Regions from separate parts of the Capsicum annuum genome. Here region 2 is linked to region 1. Evidence: chromatin contacts called from public Hi-C data. All regions are on one chromosome and are shown on one strand. Each heading gives the region's core, a stretch centred on a gene start, on an enhancer-like site or on the middle of the called end of the contact. The rest is flanking DNA. Distances are from core to core; before and after follow the strand shown.

Region 1 (2,700 bases), core at 189-2,688:
TGAGTATTAAAAAATTAATAATATTTAATAAAGAGGTAAAATAGATATAAAATAATAAATTAACTCTTAATGTTTTAAATTAACTTGACGTTTTACATGAGACTCACTTAAATTGTGAAACAAGTATCTTTTAAAGTAATTTTACTATATCACTTTTAATTAGTTGTTGTAAGTCATTTAAGATATGTATGCATCGCTGCTTCAATCGTGATTTTATTATATTGCCCATAATTAATTATTATGGCTATTTAAGCATTCTGCCACTTAAATTAAAATACAAAAATATTATAAAAAAAATAATTTGAAAACTTAAATTATTTCAAAAATATGATTGACTATCAATGCTACAAAAGTTTGGACAATGAGAGTAACATATATTATTTAAAAGTTACATAAAAAGTATTATAAATTACAACGGTTAACAACTTAGAATATTTTTAAAAAATTTAATCTATTCTGTATTTCAAAAAAATAATATTATAAATCACAATAACTAACAACTTAACAAAATTAAAAGATATAAAATATTTGGTTGATTCTTTAAATTATATCAATCTCACTTTAATTGAAATAGAAGAAAATTATAATAAATCACAATAATTAAAAATTTAAATTATTTTAAAATATAATTGACTATGAATGGCACAAAAAGACATATTTGTTTCGCTGTTTCAATTGTGATTTTATTATATTATGGTCATCTAAGCATTAAAAAATTAATAATATTTCATAAAAAGGGTAAAATGGGAACAAAATGATATGTCAACATAAAAAAATTGATTAACTATCAAAATTATATTAGTGACACATAAATTGAGATGAAACGGAGGAACACATAAGGTGACATATATCATTTAAAAATGAAATAAAAGCATTGCAAATTATAATAATTAAAATATATATATATATATATATATATATATATATATATTGATTGACTGTCAAAATTTTATCTGTGACGAAAAAAGTATTCTTATTTTATTGATAAATTATGTAAAAAATATTATAAATCATATAATTAACAACATATAAAATTAATAAGATACAAAAAATTTAGATGACTCCAAATTATATTAGTCAATTAAATTGAAATAGAAAAAATATTATAAATAATAAAAATTAAAAATTTAAATTATATTAATAATTAATTCTCTAAAATTTATTTTTATCACATAAATTGAAATAATATATATTGAGCCTGTCTAGTACTCTATCTCAAAAGGCATGAGAAAATGGAAAAGTGATCCTCCTTCCATTATAAACAGAATGTTTTTTTTTTTTTTAGTAATTTTTAAATTTTAACTGGGTTGTTTAAGATTATTATATCAATGAATATTTGATATATTTTAATTCAAGTTAAAATAGTTCAAACGAATTAAATGAGAAGGATATATTTTAGCAAGTTTCGCGGCAAGATTTGGATCTTAACTCAAAGTTCTACCCACGTGTCAGCTAATATATACTCTCATATGCGCCAACAGGGTATTGACATGTACACACGTGGAGGGTCATGGTAAATGGAAAAAAATGTCAACTGGTACTTTTTGGACGAATGCTCGTATACGAAAATTTTTATCGTGAGTGAGATAAGTCATGTAATAGTTATATGTGTTATAAATATATTTACATTATACTGATTATTTATCAAGATTTATCAAGATATATTTTGATATCTATTAGAATTTGAAGCATTCATTTTTTATTCAAATTAGGAATAAATTTTTCCTATAAATAGAGGTGGTTTGTTCATTGTATTTACATTCATATGATCTCTCATCCCTTAAGAGAAGAACATCCCTTAAGAGAAAAATAAGAATTACTCTCTCTATTCTCTCTACTCTTCTTCTTTAGTCTTTGTTATTTTATAACACGTTATCAGCACGAGACTCTGTCAAATAAGGTGAGATTATAAATCTAAAGGTCAAAGGTTAGTAATTCCTTATGTTATTTGTATTTTTCTATTAGTGATATAATTATTGTAATATTTGAGGAAAATAATTCGTTTGGAACCATTTATATTTTAAATTGATTCATCAAAAACAATATTATCAAAAAAGATGATAATATGTTGGGTTTTCAGTCCCATCGATTCATGCCTAAGACGCCTTTATATGGATCAAATATTGAGTTTGAATCTCAATACACCATATTGATGATATTGTGATGGCTAAGGTAAAATAATAGGTGTTTGATGAAAAGTTTGAAATTCGACCAATTGAATATGCTCCATTCCATGAAGTGAATGTTGTAACAATATATGATAAGTTTGAAATATGATAACTTACTTCATTCTTGAGGTGTATGTGGTAGCAGTGCATAATATGTCTTAAAGAAGGCAGGTGATTGAATGCACGAATATACGCGTGGAGGGACAATATGATAATGATCATCAAAAGTGATGATATTTTCACACGCTTATATGATTATAAGATATGCTAGAGAAAAATTCTCTACATTATATGTATGCCTCGATTTGCTTCTAAAGTAGCAAAATCTTGAAAGAGGTTATAAGCTATCATAATTTGATAGGTTTAAGTAACGATTATATTCCATTCCTGGGGAATGAGAAACTTATTAATGCAAACGTGCATTTGATTATGATTGTATCACAACTCACCTCCAAAAGAGATTGAATAATTTTAAAATCTACTTCTAAAGTAGTAAATCTGAAATTTATTCATGTAATAATAAATCTGAAAT
Region 2 (2,700 bases), core at 144-2,643, 300 kb after region 1:
GGTAACAAATATGTCTTTTCATGAATCATTTATTTAAAATTAAATATTCGAGAAAAAATTTACAAGTTTGTCAAAATATAATCTTGTAACGTGATTCATCTGTTATTTGTTATCATTAATAAAAAAATAAAAAGTTATATATTCTCAGGTCATCATCATCAATGATATTTTCAAATATATTTAAAGAAGATGAGTGAAAATAAAATAATAATATATAAATCATAAAACTAAATAAAAAGTTATGATGTAAATATGAAATATAAAATTTTAAAATCAAACCTGTAAGATATGTTAATTAATTAATAAGGGATATATATATACATACATACATACATCTCTGTATGTGTGTGCGCGCGTGTGTGATAGGGATATTTTTGTCATGAAAAAATAATTTCCTGCTTCTGTTTTTTTTTTGAAAAGAAGAAATTTTCTGCTTCTTCCTTGAAATAGAAAAATTCCTCCTCCTACTTTTTAAAAGTATTTTTATAATTTTACCAAACACCCTTCTTTAAAAAAAAAAAATAAAAAATTCTCAAAATAAGTATTTTTTTTTTTTGGAGAACAACCAATCCCAAACAGGCACTAAAAGTGATTCTCAAATAAGAAGTTTTCTAACAACAATTCCAAACGAACCATACCCATGAGATACTTGAACATAAAATTCTTTGGGGTATAAATTATTTACATATGAAGATAAAATTATTTATGTTGATAAATTATATGTTCACAAAATTTAAGAAAGTAATTTCAAAAATTAAATTATTTAGTTTGCTGTAATTTCAATTTAAATATATAAAATTATATATACAAATAATTGCATTTGAATTGAGATAAAATGGGGGACGCGGGGGTGGGGGGTGGGGGGGGGGGGTGCTTAAAGGTTAAGAAAATTGAGGGGACGAGGGAGGAGTTGTGGAGATGGAATTTTTTTTTCTTTTAAATATTTCATTGAAAAATAATATGATAGCTATTTTTTTTTTGAGAGAAGTATCTATTACCACTAAACTTGTCACGTATTATTCAGGTGTACCATGAATAAAACGTGACAAATTCAGGTGCATCATGAATAAAACGTGATAAATTCAGAGATAGTAGATATATATATATATATATATATATATATATATATATATATATATATATATATATATTTTAAAGATAATACGATTTAACATGCTCAATTATAAATAGCATTTTAATATTATCCATAGCGCACAAATACGTATACTAATTTATTATAAATTGATAATTTTATATCAAACATATGAATAATTTTAATACCATTCGAAATTTATGAATATAAATTATATTTTATGACTTAAAAAAAAATGTTTTTCAAAAATTATTGCCAAACACATATTGAAACGTCAAAATTATTTAACTAAAACATAACTTATCAAAAACATTAAAAAATCTATCACCAAACGCGAGATTAAAATAAATGGCTCACTTTTGTTTAATTTTGGTTATATTTTCTCCGGTCTCTCTTCCCTCACGGTTACACCGCCGTCAAAACTCGCAAATCAAAATCTCGGCAGAACATTATAAGAAGGAATGACTCTATTCCCCCCCCCTCCTCCGCCACTACCACTGCCACCTTCCTCCGCCTTTCTACCGCCACCACCTCCTTACTATCACCACCCTACTTCCACCGGTACTCCGACATATGAAGTTTCTACCGCTCTCTCATCACTTACATCTCTCCTCAACCGCTCTTCAACTACTTTCAACTCTGTCTCCTCTCTTCTTCCTATTATACCAGTTCCTCCTTCTCCCTCCCCATCTCTATATCCATGCCCTTTCAATCCCAACCATCGTCTTCCCCTTTCTTCCCTCTTCTCTCACTCTCTTCGTTGCCCACCCATACCCATTTCCTCCGATCACATTCAAACCCTAATTCAAAACCTCAAATACCCCCACACCCTTCATTCATCCAACTCCTTTACCTTACCTTTGCGGGAATCACAATCTGATCTTTGCTTCTCTCTTGAAGCCTACTTGGATTTTGAAAATCCCACTTTCTTCTATTCTAATTGTCCTGGTGTTGTTTCTTTTCCTATAAAGGGAGAAAATGCAACTCCTCCAATGCTTACTCTTCCTGCTGTTTTATCTTCGGAATGTGCTAGTTCTGGTGGAAATTCGATGGTCTTTCCGAGAGAAATAATCCAGCTTCTTCCATCGGAGGTATATGCAATTAGAAATGAGACTGATTGTTGGAATGAGTTTCCTTGTATGTATTCCTATCGTATTCTTCGTGCAATTTTAGGATTAGCAATGAGTCGTGTGGAGTGTTTATCTGCATGGGTAGTTGTTAATTCAGCTAGGTATTATAATGTTGTGCTTGATTTAGCAATGAGAGATCATATACTTGTATTATTTAAGCTTTGTTTGAAAGCTATTGTTAGGGAATCTATTGATTTATCCAGTACATTTTGCAACGGAGAAGATGAGGAATCAAGTTTGAGTAACCGGAGTTTTAAGTGTCCCATCTTAGTTCAAGTCTTGGTGTGGTTGGGAACTCAACTTTCTGTTTTATATGGAGAAATGACTGGGAAATCCTTTGCTATCAACATCCTAAGGCAATGTATCTGTGATTCTGCGTTTAGTTTTTCTATGTTCAATGAATCTACTGCCATGAGAAGGGGGGATGACAACCTTCAAGAGCAACAGGAAAGTGGTGAACCACTAAAAAGTAGAAGG

Evidence for each region. A called contact is a pair of places that touch in the nucleus more often than the background predicts.
Region 2: a Hi-C map of placenta shows a contact between it and region 1, with 4 times the contacts expected there. The contact joins the promoter of LOC107871320 here to the enhancer-like site in region 1. A contact is called at or near these places in 2 of 5 Hi-C or Micro-C datasets (leaf and placenta).

Annotation. Positions count from the first base shown.
Region 1 is chr12:159,902,318-159,905,017 of UCD10Xv1.1, forward strand. No RefSeq gene overlaps it. Among protein-coding and RNA genes, the nearest start is that of LOC107872694, 50 kb to the right of the region's middle. Within about 2 kb of position 1,439, at least 1 of the 5 cell types and tissues checked has an H3K27ac peak or open chromatin away from gene starts, as enhancers often do.
Region 2 is chr12:160,197,909-160,200,608 of UCD10Xv1.1, forward strand. LOC107871320 (U11/U12 small nuclear ribonucleoprotein 48 kDa protein) reads left to right here and starts at 1,394. Exons shown (of 5, transcript XM_016718215.2): 1 at 1,394-2,700. The coding sequence starts at 1,555.